Linked DNA regions of Mus musculus: region 2 is linked to region 1. Evidence: chromatin contacts called from public Hi-C data. All regions are on one chromosome and are shown on one strand. Each heading gives the region's core, a stretch centred on a gene start, on an enhancer-like site or on the middle of the called end of the contact. The rest is flanking DNA. Distances are from core to core; before and after follow the strand shown.

Region 1 (7,470 bases), core at 1,527-4,026:
ACACACACACACACACACAAGACCTCTTACAAGTATGTTCCTAACAGCTCTATTTGCAATAGGCTCCAACTGGAAACAAGCCCATTTCTTCTTAAAGTTGAGTCAATAGAAAATTGTGAATAAATCTATGCCATAGAATGTTCAGGAATAAAAAAGACTAAACTCCTAGTAAATGAAACTGCGACTGATGACTCTCAAAAGATCATGCTGGGCAAAATTCATTTATGAGAAAACACATACTTTATTGGTTTTTATACGTTGAAGTTTAGACAGACCAAATTCTGTCATATGGTATCAGTCACTGTTTCTCTTTGTGCTGATAAAATGTCTGGGAGAAGCAGGAAGGGTTGACTCTGGATCACAGTTTGAGGGTACACACGGTTCACCATGGAGGGTAGACATGGCGGCAGGCATGTGAGGCAGCTGGGCACAGAGAGAGACGAGGGCTGCTGCCCAGCTTGCTGTCTCCCTTCTCCTTCAGGCTGGACCCCAGCCGGGGGCATGGTGGCATAATGTGTGCCCTTGCCGCCTCAATTAACTTAATCCAGAAACTCCCTCAAAGACATGCCCAGAGCCTGCTTCCAGAGTCGAGCTAAGCCATGTCAAGCTGACGATGAAGATCAGTTGTCACAGTCTGAGTTGGTGGCTTTCCGGGTTTGGAAGTAGAGTGGGATTAACAGCAAAGGGTCACAAGGAAATTTTTCAGGGAGAGAAATGCTCTGCTGTGGGTGGTTATAGTAACAGTAGTTTGTTTTGTGTGTGTGTGTGTGTGTGTGTGTGTGTGTGTGTGTGTGTGTATTTAACAGTGGTGATATGTACACAGTCAGGAGTCAACAACATTTGAAATGTGTGAATTTTACGAATGGAAAGTACACTTCAATACTTCAATAATTTGGTTAACAATAAAGGGCTGATGTCATGGCCAAAGGGGCTTCCCACAAAGCCTGAGGACTGTCTATCTGACCCACAGGATAGAAACTGAGTAGCAATTCTTGGGAGTTGTCTTTTGACTTTCACCCAGAAGAGGTGTGTGTGTGTGTGTGTGTGTGTGTGTGTGTGTGTGTGTGTGTGTGTGTTTGTGTGTGTGTGTGTGTGTGAGAGAGAGAGAGAGAGAGAGAGAGAGAGAGAGAGAGAGACATAAAATAAATCTAAAAAAAAAAGTATAGTCAAGCTGGGCAGTGGTGGCGCATGCCTTTAATCCCAGCACTCGGGAGGCAGAGGCAGACGGATTTCTGAGTTCAAGGCCAGCCTGGTCTACAAAGTGAGTTCCAGGACAGCCAGAGCTACACAGAGAAACCCTGTCTCGAAAAACCAAACCAAACCAAACCAAACCAAAAAAAAAAATATATAGTTGAAACAAAATTTACTATTCAGACACTCAATTTTCAGCTCAAAGTTCAGAAAGGCAACATCACAGTTAGTGACCATTACAAAATCAAATGTTTATGTGTATGATGGGCATGGGTGTTTTGCCCAAATGTGTGTCTGTGCACTGTGTAGGTACCTAGTGTCTGAGGCCAGAAGAGGGCATCAAATCCTTTGGAACTGAGACTAGAGATGGGTATGAGCAGCTGGGGATAGAATCTGGGATCCTGGAAGAGCACTCAGCTCTCTTAACTGCAGAGCCACCTCTTCCAGCACCTGGTGGCCATTTTTTAAAAAGTGACCACAAAATAAATCCCCATCAGCAAGCAAGATTCACTTACATGCACCCACACGAGATGAGAGCCAGTTATTAATAAGATTAATTTATATGTACCCACATGAAATGAGAGCCAGCTATTAATAAGCTAACTTGTGTGCATCTTAATATTATTTCTGTGAAAAAAGCACATATGTTCTTAAATGCAGTCAATAAATAAATCAAGAAAGTACACAGATGCATCCACTGAGGACTTCCCTGGGAAGGAACTGGTGCCGCAAAGTGGGGGGACACCACAAGAACTTTAATCTCATGCTTTCTTCACGCTATCTTATCTTTTTATGAGTGTGATTTAGTTTTGGAATTAAAAGTTTCAAAAACAAAATCAGCTCATCCCACTCCTTTGTTCCGAGCCATTCTCTGAGTCATCTCTGCTCACGAGAGCATGGTTCTTAGTTTGGCAGGCAGAGCGCTCCGTGCTCCACTTTAGTTCAGCAGCCTGCTCAGTCTCTATGGGGGCACTGTTTCCACGGGGGTCTCCTGGTTCATTCTCACAGCCTCCTGTGAAGTGAGCCCAGAGGCCTACCTGCCGCTGCAGCCCTAGTGCCAGACGCAGAGTCTGGCCCGTGGTGAGTGCCCCAGCATCAATAGCAGAGTTACCAGAACACCTCACATCACTTTCTATTGCCAACCTCAGATTCTGAGTAATCTCACCTTTCGGATCCACCCTGTGAGGGCACAACCATCAAATGAGGAAGTGGGAAGAGAGAACGAGATGCAAGGATGATAGAGACAACAGCCCTACCCTTGTGGCTGTGGAAGCTGAAGGTCTTAATTATGGGAAATAGAGCTTCCTAACCAGGCCACGTCTCCTGGGCATCTGCCGAGCACGACATGGCTAGAGAGGGTCACACCAGGATGACCTGGGGCCTGTGTGGCCAGGCTTTCCTGTTTGCTCTGACATTCTCCCTTGTCCTGCATTTCTAAAGACCCCCTGTGAGGCCTCTAGCCACTAAGATCTCTGGATATTAGCCACAGGCTTCTCTTCTTTCCTCCTTAAATACAATTCCAGAATCTTCTTTGTCCCTATTCCAAATTCTATTGCCAAATCTAGAATCTGGGAGAACAGCACTCAATCCAAGGGCATCTTTGCTTAAACAGAGTGACTTTCCCATGGCAGTGAGCAGAAATTTCTGCGTGTCTGTCCATTCTCTTGTTTTCTCCATGGATACAAGGTGTAACTGACTAACTGACCACAGCAGCTCACAGTGCTAACCACTGAGCAACAGCATTTGATGAGCTGAGTTGTGTGGCTAGCTTGCTACCACCAGGCCCCAAGTCCTGAGCCCCAAAGGAAAGGGAAAAGGTAAATGCTTTCCATATACATCCTCCCTCAGTTGAAAGGCTGAGAGCGCCCAGACCACAATTGGAGTGATGGCCTTAGCCCAATACAGACAGAAGATCCCCAGCTAGGGCCTATGTCTTGAGCTGCACTGGCTGACTGCTGCTTCTAGGCGACTCTTCTCACTACTTCAGACCATACTCCTGGGAATACTAAGGAAGAAGGATTGTGGGAATGTCACAGAGATGTACAGACAGAGGCGGGAGTAAGGTTTCAAGACCTAATAATTTATGGACATAGAAATCTAGATGCTCGGGAGGAAGACATTTAATAAATCCATCCCCGTCAATACTATACAAGACCGGATTAGAAGCTGTCCCTCCAGAGAAGTATGGGGCAGGGACCACCTGGGGGCTTGATTGCTAGGGATCAAATGAAGAAAGTCTCAGGCACGAGGCACACCAGGGCCAGGTGGGGAGCCTGGGAAAATGACCAAGAACGGGACATCAGGACTAGAACATGTTAGTAACAGGAAACAACTCGGTCTTTTCAGATAACACTGCGACAGACAGAAGAACACAGCGGAAGTTAACAAGTGCCTCTTCCAGCACAGTATCTCCCTCTGAAGCTTCCCACCCCTTCAGAGGACAACTGTGCAGAAGCCCACAGTGGGCCTCTGTAACAGCCAGTCCCAGTGCCTAGGTAAACCAAGCACCAGGCTGAGCATGCCTGGGCACCTTCTTGTCATGTCTTATTTACCATGAGCAGTGAAACAAGGGCTCTTGCCATTCCTACCTGTTGGGTGTGAAACAGAACCCACAATGTTGAACGACTTACCCAAGGTCACACGGCCAGCCAGAGAGGAGGTGCTAACTCAGATGCATTCAGGTGTGTTGGAGAGACACGCTCCCCACGTGATCATGTCTGAAAGGTGAAAGGCCCTGGTAGGAATCAAGAAGATGACAGTATAAACGTGCAGATTGGCAGCCTAGACAGGCTTGAGGGACATCTAACCCAGCAAGGTCATGAATGTTAGCATTGTAAGGTCAAGACAGAGCATGGTTGCTTATATTCTCACATCAGCTCTTTTGAAAAGGGACTAAAAAGTTCAGAAAGGTATGGGTTGAGGTAGGGGATTCGTTGCCAGTGATTCTCAGGCCCGTTCCACATTAGGCTATATAGTTGTCACTTTGGGGGTTAGAGACAAAAGTGGCACGTAATCAGAGGCTGTGGAAGATGCTGAGGACTCCAGAGGTTGGCATGGAGGCAGGTGGACTCTCCATTTGCAGAGGAGATGAGCTCTGCCTCTAATGCATCTTTGCAACATCAATGCATCCCTGAAAGTGTTCCAACTCAATCCAGGATGTTCCCTCTGGCTCCCTGAAGTCATGCCTGCTGTCCCCACATTGAAACACGTAGCTTACATAGACAGCGCCGTTACCTCCCACCTCTGAACACAGTTGGAACCGCTCACAAAAGACTTGCCAAAGACATGGGTTGACCTGTTCCTAAGATACAGGGTACAAAGGCAGCTGTCTATGCAAGTTCACAAATGGCTCCCAAGGGGTCTTGGCTGGACTTAGGGCCCTACATCTGACTGGTGGTTGAACATGACACACATTTACAACATGGAGGGAGATGGCAGGACATCACACTCTCAACACTGTGACAAGGCAGTGTCAGAGTTCGGGCACGGCCTCAGTATTCACACAAAACCCAACTTGCACTTGGAACAGACAAGAGCTTCTCATCCTTGCGAACAGCCCCGTTCTCCCAGACCTCCCTTCCCAGTTTCTTAAAGACTAGTCTCCATGCCAACTTAAATATTGCATTTGGTTGGGAGAGAAGAAACCGCGAGCCCAGAATGGAAGTCAAATTATTCCACAAATATTGCTTATTTAAATAACATTTTTAAAAATACATCATGTTCAGTGGTGAAGAACTACTAAATTATTGAATTCCCCGAAGCATCCTACAGGCTTTCAAGTGGCTCATGAAGCCCTATAAAAGAACGTGATAAATAGTCAAAAAGGAACGCTGGGCTCCACGTCAGGATGCCTGGATGAGCCAACGTAAAACATCTTCATGTAAGCTTTCCACTTAAACCGGCGATTAAACAGATTAAACAGATGATTAAACAAATAAAGATTAATGAAACAAGTAAAGTAATCAAATCTGTATGGATGTATAAACGAACGATTCCCAACAATATTAGAACAAATTGTCTAAAACTAATAGGGAAATGCGTCAGCCCGGTCCCAACAGCTTTTGTTGGGCTCGCGCTTGGATGTAATCAAAACATTTGTTTAAACTAAGATGGATATGAGGCGCTAAGATGTCAGTTTCTTGAAAGAGAAAAATAAAACAAAAGCAACGCCTTTGGTGAGGAGATTGGCACCAGCGACAGGCCTGCATTGCTGAGGGATCTGTGAACGGAGCAGGGAGGGAGGGCTCTGTCTGCTTTTGAAAATAGGCTGTGCGCAAATAATTAGTACCAGCAGGCCGGAAGAAGCCAGAGGTAGCTCGATGCTTAAGAATTTGAGAGGAAGAGAAAAACTGTTCAGATGTCCAGTCCTTTAGAAAGCCCTGTTTAATCATCAGCCATTGATACGCTAATTAAAATGTGGGCTTAACCCCGCCTTTTCCCTGAGAGCAGGGCTATTCTCCCAGTACTCTGAGAGAGAATAACTTGGGGTTTCTTAACAAGGATGGCCTATTCATGTATTTTTCATTAATTAAAATGAGTGAGTTGCTTTAGGTTTTGTTTTTGTGAGTTTTCTTTTTTTTCCTGCTTTGGATAGATGCTGCCTGACTATGGAGTTTCCACTGACAACTCGCTCGCTAATTCCTTGCATGGGAAAACTACATCTTTGCTGTTCGTAAGTGTGGTCCTTTGAGCCAGCAGCATCCAGCAAGTCACAGAGGCCCATTAAAGATGCAGATCCTCTGGCCCTGCCCCAGGACTGCGGCTTCATGGTTTTTCTCAAGGAATGTCTGAGAGGGACTGAATTGCATGTCCAAGCCACAGAGATTCAGTGGGTAAAGAGACGAAAGTGTCTTTTCCTTTAAGGTGAAACTATGTAAAGAATACTTTTGGGGGTGGGGTTGGGGGAAACAGTGGTGGAGGCACTTGGAAGAAGGGCCAGTCAGGGGAGCTGCTGTCAAGTGTCCGATGGGGCCAATGGCTTCTCCTTGGCAAGTGGAGCTGCCACCTGCTCTGGCTGGGCATATGGGCCATGTGTGTAGATGGGGCAAGCAAGAGAAATGAGATTTTCTCAGCAGAAGGTGTGAGTCATGAGTTGGAAGGCAGGGGGTCTCAGTCAGTAAAGTGCTGGTCTTGCAACCATGAGAATGGAAGTTTGATCCCCAGCGCCTGTGCATAAGAATAAGAATGAGCCTCAGCTGCCAGGTTTAGTGGCACAGGCCTTTCATCTCAGCATGGAAGAGGCAGATGCATTTCTGTGACTTTGGGGTCAGCCTTGGCTGCATAATGAGTTCTAGGCCAGCCAGGGCTACATAGTGACACTCAGTCAAAAACACCAACAATAACCAACAACAAGACCCCCGGAACATGTTTGTAACCCCATACTGGGGAGTCAGAAACTGGTATTTCCCTGGGGCTCACTACCAGCCAGGGTAGCCTTATTAACAATACATAGCAAGGAGAGAACCTATGTCTAAACTAAAGGTGGATGGCTCTTGAGGAATGATACCAGAAGTTGTCCTCTGGACTCTCTACTCACATACACATGCACCATTACATTCATGTGCGCGCACACACACACACACACACACACACACACACACACACGCAAGAGCATGCAAGCATCCACATGTACGCACACATAATGTGAGTTATTTCCTCTTTGTTATTGAAAACTCTACTGGACACCTCTCGGAACCCACAAGCTGCCGCTGCTTCAGAGAAGCTGGGTTGTGGTGGTCCACAGCCCTCAGGATTCACTCTCTCCATCGTCCTCCCTCCTGCTTCTCTCTCAGCCCCTATTTCATGCCATCTCTGCAATCCAGATGCCTCTCTATGTACAAATCACAGAAGCCAGCTCACCCCAAACACCCCCAAACCTCTATCTACTTAGAGACATAGTCTCTGAGGCCAAATACTGAGTCTAAGTGGGAACACCAAGGGCAGCTCTGTTGGAATAGTGGCCACCCAGTATAGTCACTGATAGAGACCATGCCAGGTAGCCATGTTTATATAGAACTTGTACATGGTAGGAGTGTGTGTGTGTGTGTGTGTGTGTGTGTGTGTGTGTGTGTGTGCTCGTGCACACTGGCCTGAGTGTGATGCATGAAGAAGATGAAAACTTACTAAAAGCACAGAAATATCATTGCTGGAGAGATGGCTCTGTAGAAAAGAGCCTGTACTGCTCTTCCAGAAGACCCAAGTTCGGTTCCCATCATTCACGTCAGGCATCTTGAAACTGCCTATAACTAAGACTCCTGATGCTTCCTTCTGGACTCTGTA
Region 2 (7,470 bases), core at 3,370-5,869, 64 kb before region 1:
CTTTCACACTTAACTGTCCACAGGCTACTCCTTGGTCCAATGAAATAAATGTCTCTAGTGGTAAGAACCAGATTATCTGTCATTTAAATAACTTCTCTGGGAGACTCCATTGGCAGCTGAGTTTGAAGGCCTGTGGAGTAGAAAGACTCATGGGCAGGATGGGGCAGTGTGTGCCCTGGAGGTCGTGTGAATATTCCTAAGAGCACTGCTTCCCTCCACAGGCGCTGCCTCGGCTCTTCTTCTTTCTTCTTCTTTTCTCTTTTTTTCAAATTCGTCTCCAGCTCACTCTCCCTGCTGACAAGTCAGAACCTCCCCGTGCAGCACCTGCACTAATAACGCTGGTGTATCCCCAGGGAGATGAGAAGCAACCCCCCCAACCCCCTCTGCTCAGAGCCCCCCACCTATCAAAGGCTGAGAGCTCAGGAGGGGGGTGGTAGTGGGACTTACATGGGTAACTCCAATTAAGACAAATGTCAGCTCTTCCTCCACAGGCTGTCCATGACTTGCCCCGAGCATAGTACAGGCTGGGCATAGGGAGCAATAATGCTTAGTCTTAACTGTCAGGCTCTGACAGGCACAGCCAGAGGAAGCAAGGAAGAATATAAGCAAAAGGTGGTCCTGGCCTAGATGTCCTGCCTCCTGAAGGAGTCCCTTTAGAGACATGGGGCCACAGATCCTCCAATGCAAAGATCCCTTTTAAGCCAATTTTTAGGGATTCTGGGGTTTCCAGTCCCAGGGACCCCAGAGTTGGCTGATGTCTTTCCAAACCTTCTCAAGGGTCCCTGATGATCCAAAGGGCAACCCTTGACCAAATGGAGACCCTCAGAACCGTAGTGTCATCTCTTTGTGTTAGTGTGACACATGCTACAGCTAACTGCAACTTAGGAGAAGAAAGGATTTGTTTATTTATTTATTTATTTATTTATTTATTTATTTATATACTGAGGGATGTCAGAGCAGGAACTCAAAGCAGGAGTAAGAAGCAGTAACCAGGGAGGAACACTGCTTGCTGGCTTGCCCATGGGCTCATGCATAGCTGGCTTTCTTATACAGCCCAGGACTACATGCCCAGAAATGATGGTTCCCACAGTACTCTGGGCCCTTCTACAAAAATAGATATTCAAGACAATTCCCCATAGACATGGCCTCAGGTCAGTTTGATCCAGGCAATCACTCAATCTAGACTTTCCTCTCAGATGACTCTGGGGTCTAGCTAGAATCTAGGCTGTATCAAGTTAACAAAGCCAACAAGGATAGACAAGCAACTTAGATATCTGGAAGATTGTTAAAATGAAGAGCCATAGTCTCCTTTGCCCCCTATCCAACTAGAGCCTGAAGTTTGTCATAGGACTTGATGATGGAGATGCAGATCAACAATTGGCAAATGCTGAAAATCCAGACCTGGACTTGGGGGAGACTCACCGTGGCAGTGTGTGGGGACTGGAAGTGATTGTGGTATTGGGTGTTCAAGGCCTTGCTCAGCTCATTGCCTTCTGGACAAATCATTTGTCCAGGCCAAAGAAGTGGAGCGGTCATTGCCTCTACTCAGGAGGGACAATTCACGGAAAAAAAGGTATAAGGGGAAGGCACTGCTTGATGGGGTGAAAAGGAACATCAGGAAGAGCTGAAGTGGGTTAGTGCCTAACCCACAGATGTGCTAACAGATGTGGCTTTGTGGAGCTCCACCCTTAACTCCACATGATTCAATAAGGCACAGAGATCGTCCATGTGTTAGCCATTTTCTGCCACTGAGATGAGCATCTCCAAGCAATCACTGCAGAGGAGAAAAAATTTTGGTTCACAATCACAAGGGGCTCAGCCCTTGGCCACTTGGCAACCTTGTTCTGGGTCTGTGGTGGGACAGAGCATTGTGACCGATTTCCTGGGACAAAAGAAAGCTGTTCCTTTCATGGTAGCCAGGCAGCAGAAAGAGAGGATGCATGCACTTACAAAACAAATCTCCTTCCCTAAACTCCACTAAGAATCCATTAACAGATCTATCCCTTTGTGAGTTCAAAGCCCTTGTCATCCAGTCACCTCTGAATGCCGTAACACTGGGGATCAAGCCTTTACCACATGAGCTTGGGGGTAACATTTAAGATACATACTGTGGGTACTGAAGAGATGTCCCAACAATTAAGAACATTTAATGCTTTTGTAGAGGACCTAGGTTCAGTTCTCAGCACCTTCATGATAGCTTACAGCCACCCATAACCGGGGGCTTGCTCTAATTAAAGGGCCATTGTCCAGGGACAAAGGAGATTGATGCCATATGCACTAAAAGGCTAAGTCACCAGATTTGCTCTGCCCCTTCTCCAGTGAGCCTGGAATTCTGACCCAACATAGCACAGGGGTTGGTGACACACAGGGGCTGGTGAGCAGCTTTGCTCTGTCCCCAAGAGGCTGCTTGAGTCATGAGAAAGCCAGCTGGAGGTTACTACAGAGACAGGCTGCAATGTCATGGGCAGAGACTGGGCTTCCGATCTGTCTGCTTACAGTCACAGTGGGCTCCAGTTTACTCCTCAGTAAAATGGGAATAACAAAACATCTGCTTCCCAAGGGAGAGGAGATGCCTGTTGAGAAGGGCCAGAACAACGGCTGACTCAGCGGTCCGTCATGGGTACCATCCCTCTCCATCATCGCCTTTATCATCCTTTTCCCTACAAAGGGAGGGGGATGCATAGGCCAAGAAGATGGTTCAGCAGCTAAGGCACTTGCTGCCTAAGCAGTCAGTGTGAGGATCAGAGTTCAGGTCCCCAGAACCCATGTAAATGCTAGGTGATCATGGCGGCCCTCTTGTAATTTCAATGCTTGGAAGATAGACAGAGATCCCTGGAACAGACTGGCTAGCATGACTAGCCATACTGTCAGTCCCTCTTCAGGGAATAAAGGTCAGAGCAATGTGTAGAAGACTCAAGAGATCAATCTCTAGCCTCCACGCACAGCACATACTTGTGCCCACATATCTGTGAACACATATGCACATAGACTGCACACTTATTCATGAAAAACAAAAGCAAAAGAGTAGGTCATGCCTCCAAGAGCCACAAGGCTGTCCTGGGCTAGGGGACATCTGATCAGCTGTCTGCTACTGTATGGAGGCTGAAGGTGGGCATGAGGCTTTGAGAAGCTCCAAACTACTTAGAGAGTTGTCCCACTATCTGGAGAAATAGAACTTGTTCCTGTGCATTTATTCTAAAACCATTTTCTAAGGAAATTTCTCATAGATTTTTTTTTCCTAGCTTTTTCCTAGTACTTTGCCAAAGGCCTTTCCCATAATGCTGACTTGCATTCTTGTTAGTAAGCCCTGCCGGCCACCCTGCGCTGTAACACAGGATGCCCTCAAGACCTGGGCTGGTTGTGCTCAGAACCATGGGCAGCTCCTGGTGGCCGAGAGCAGCTCTGTCTTAGTGTGGCTCAGACTCCATGACCCTCCCCCCACCCCCCTAGAAGCAGGCAGTGTATTAAGTCACCACGGCCTGTACCTCCCTGAGCCAATAAAGATGCAGTTCTTGGATGAGTAGCAGGTATCTTTGGCTAGAGAAGCAGTGGGATAGGGAAAGGCAGGTCTTGGCTTTGGGGGCTGCCTTTGTTGCCAACAGACTCAACCCATCCTGGTAGACTCAGGTTTAGAAGTTGGAAGTGACCACAGGTGGCCTTGAAGTGAACTCTCCTTGTCATCACTGGAAACATTCTGGAACCTCGGGAGAAGATACCGGCACATGTAAGTGGCATACGTATGGAAAAGTCTTACATCTGATCTAGGGTCGTAAGCCCCTGCTTCCACATGGTGAGTTTCCCCCGCTGCTCAGCCTTGAGTGTGGGTCCCTCTGATCTGCAGAATGGCCTGTATCTCAGTGTCTATTTTTATCTATAAAAATAGTTGTTTCAAGCTGAGACCTTGGATGAAGATGTGGGGAACATGTGCATCAAATTTGCAGATGACTCCAAGCTGGAGGAGCTGACAGATTTAGAGTCTGGGATGATCTCGACAGTGGAGAATGTTGGGTCAAAAGCAAGCAGATGAAACTCAGCATCAATAAATCTAATGTCTCGAACACGGTTTCCAAAACGAAATTGCACAAGGGCAGTGTGAGGGAGACCTGGCTTGCCTACAGCTCTCATAAAGATCAAGAGGTTCTAAAGTCTGCCTCAAGTTCAACATGAGCCAGCTGAGTGATAGGGCAGGCTCAGGAGGGAAAAGGAACCTAACCAAACACCCTAATAAATGCTTATTATTCATTAACCCTTGGTGATGTAGGGAGGGAAGGATGGCACGGTTGACCTCCATGTTAGGCCCAGAGTAGGGGGCGGACAACAAAATGAGTGGTACTTACTGAGAACTTCCCATGCACCAAGAAGCGCCTTAGTTCACACCATCATCACTTATGAGGACATGGGCCAAGGCACAGGGTACAATGACAGCCCCCAAAGCCACTGCCCTATGGGTGCCTCGTGGGTGGTGGACCCATGCTCTGGACCTCCTTGCTGTCTGTCCGTTAGACACCTTGTCTGCTTTCTCTTCCTCATTTTACAGATGTGGTGACCAGACCGGACGTGTGAAGACTACGCGTCTGCAGTCACAGGGGGTGAACTGCAGACTCAGGCTCTCGTGGGAGCCTCTCATCTGTGCCTCCCTGTCCTATCTCCTGGCCAAAAGCCAATGCCACAGGGTAGCCAGGTGCTAACCCATAAGACTAAGACTCAGGGTTCTAAGGCATTTCCTGTGGCTCTGCTCAGGGGAGTTTCATCCACTTTGCTTCTTCAGATGTGAGAGTGCATGGGATTAGCGCTTTTCCTGTCAGAGGAAGTCTCACCTGGAGCACTTAACTGAACCTTAATGGGGCACTCCTACGAGAGAGCCATGAGACCCTCTGCGAGGGATCTCCTTATGTTCGTCAACATTTAAAATCGTTACCCATTTAAACTATGGAAGCCCATTTTTTAGCCCCCCTCCACTCTTGCATCTTCCTAACTTGCTACAGTAAACTAAGTTTTCAATTTAAGAAATCATCAGTTGAGTGCCTATATATGAACATGTGTACATATATGTGCATGTATGTATATATGCCAGCATCCTGGAGGTTTTGAGTGAGCAATTTTTCAGAGAAACTTCACAGAAACTCCACTATTATCATTTCATCATGAGGGAATTAGTTTTAAAGGGTGTCCAACTGGACCCATTTGCCCAGAACTGAGTAGTCTCTGGGGACACAGGTCTTACCACTGTAAAAAGCCAAAACCAAAGCCCAAAACATCTCCCTGCTCCCCACAAAAAACCCCAAACCCAACAAGATGGTTTGGGGCTGAGGAGCCAACTTAGTCAGTAAGTGTTTGCTATGCGAGCATGAGAACATTAGTCCAATCTCCTGTGGGCCATAAGCACACATCCATCTACGGTCCTTGCACAGACAAGCAGATAGAGCCCTTGAGCCTGCTGGGCAGCCTGCCTGGCCTACTTGATTAATTCCAGGCCAGCAAAAGATCCTGACTCAAAAAACAAGGTGTATGGCATCTGAGAAATGACACCCAAGGATGTCATACCCTACACACACACACACACACACACACACACACACACACACACACACACACACACACAGGTTTAAGTCTAGGCAAACTGGGACAGGGTAGTCACCTTAGGCTTAGAGAAGTTAATTACACAGGAAATAGCTTTAAAACCAGTTCCCCTGATACTAAGTCAATACAGATACAGAATATAAAATAAAGTCACTAGGCCTGGAGACCCTCCTGCTTTTATTTCTGTATTTTCAGTTCTAGGTCAGGAGACCAAGTTCCCAAATGAATGGAGAAGAATGTCTTCTCCCTGGGGTTGTCCTGAACCTGCTGGTTTCAGATAGCTAGAACGGTGCTCAGGCATCCGGGACAAGTTTGTTCCCACCGTCTCTCCCTCTCACGCTGCATGGAGAGCAAGCTGTGTCTCTGAGACCAGGAACGATGGGCACAGGGTGGGAGCATGACAAGCCACTCAGCTGTCGAACGGGAAACAGATTTGCAAGTCATAGTTTGAGATGGACATTGGCCAGCTAGGCTGTGCTAGCCTATCAAGGGAACATGACCATGGAGGCAGGAACCCAAGAATAAATGGAGACAGTGGTTTTCCAAAGTTGTGAGAAAGAACATACGCTACTGTGAGGCTGCAGAGACCCAAAACTAGGGGCAGAGAGACAGGGTGACCAGGTGCAGGGGATCCTGTAAGGTCCCGGATAGTGAGGGAGAGACTGGCTAGGCAGACCTCAGCTCCTTTCCCATCCTGGGACCCTCTAGAAGATGTTGGCTCCCTTCCCCACAACTGTAAATATTTGTACATTCCCAAGTTATAAAGTGAGCTCTTGGCTTACAAGGGTCACGATGATAGGCCTGTTCAGGAAACAGTTTGTTCAGTGTTTCTTTAGGCCGATTTTCTGAGACTCCTTGTCATCTATGTTTGGAGTGGACACAAGACGCCCCCCCCTCTCTCTCTCTCTCTGTGTGTGTGTGTGTGTGTGTGTAAGGAGGACTGTTGAGGGAAAAGAGACACAAATAGTCTTTAAGAAAGCAGAAGCCAGGCAGGCAAGGACACTTCCCCTCCATGGCCTGAGATGTCAGAGAAGAGTTCTGTCTCCCCCATCTCCACCCCCCAAGGAGGAGGTCCAGCTGGAGGGTCTTCGGTTTTCTGTCCTGGGGCTTTCTGAGGTGAAGGGGAGGGGAACTGGAAGGAATCTCCTGCTCCCTGCAGGAAAGCGACAGCCCTTAGTTCAGCTAGTTCTCTACCTAGGGGTGGGGAAGACGAGGAGATCCTAGTGGTGAGTGATGTGGGGGAACCCCAGGACCTGCTATAGGGTAGAGTGGGAAGATGACACAGTGTAGAGTGGAAAGTGGGAGAGGACACCATTTTCCCTGAGGGTAACAGTATGCTTTATTTTACTTAATATTATTTTCTATGTTTAATATGTGTGGGGGGGATGTTACATACAAGTGCAGGAGGTCACAAGGCACCAGGTTCCCCTTGGAGCGGGAGGTATGTGAGATGGGTGCTGAGAACTCAACTCAGATCCTCTGGAAGACAGCCATCTCTGCAAGCTCTGCAGAATGCTACTGGCTAAGTGCATCTTGTTTCTTCCATTCTAGCTTCTCATCCATCTGTGACCCCTCCTTCCTCCTCTCTAGTGAGTGCCTTCTGTACTCAGTGGTATGTCCTTTCCCACACTCTGTTTCCTTGGGCCAGAATGCTTTGTCCCTGCACTCTCTAGTTCCATTATCTGAAGACAAATATTACCTCACAGGGCTCTGGTAAGTTTTAGACACTGAATTGGTATGGGGCCCTTGGTACAAGACCAGGGTTTCTGTTGTGATTCTATGAGGAGAGCCAACTTCTATTCGTCCTTGGGGATTCTGAGTCACCTCCATGAAGCCTGCCTTGTCCTCCTCAAAGCTTCTGTTTTTTTCTCTTGGTTTCCTCTCTACCTG

The links. A called contact is a pair of places that touch in the nucleus more often than the background predicts.
Region 2: a Hi-C map of uterus shows a contact between it and region 1. The contact joins the enhancer-like site here to the promoter of 4933433G08Rik in region 1. A contact is called at or near these places in 4 of 484 Hi-C or Micro-C datasets (the N1E-115 cell line, nephron progenitors and uterus) and 2 of 115 datasets of contacts at active chromatin or transcription factors (embryonic stem cells and microglia).

What each region holds. Positions count from the first base shown.
Region 1 is chr9:61,100,692-61,108,161 of GRCm38.p6, reverse strand. 4933433G08Rik (RIKEN cDNA 4933433G08 gene) reads left to right here and starts at 2,776. Exons shown (of 2, transcript NR_105026.1): 1 at 2,776-3,008; 2 at 3,538-5,150. The region is part of intron 2 of Gm34004 (a long non-coding RNA gene); the gene reads right to left.
Region 2 is chr9:61,166,245-61,173,714 of GRCm38.p6, reverse strand. No RefSeq gene overlaps it. Among named protein-coding and RNA genes, the nearest start is that of I730028E13Rik, 31 kb to the right of the region's middle. Within about 2 kb of position 4,619, at least 49 of the 459 cell types and tissues checked have an H3K27ac peak or open chromatin away from gene starts, as enhancers often do. A contact at or near this core is called in microglia and uterus, where this site is marked.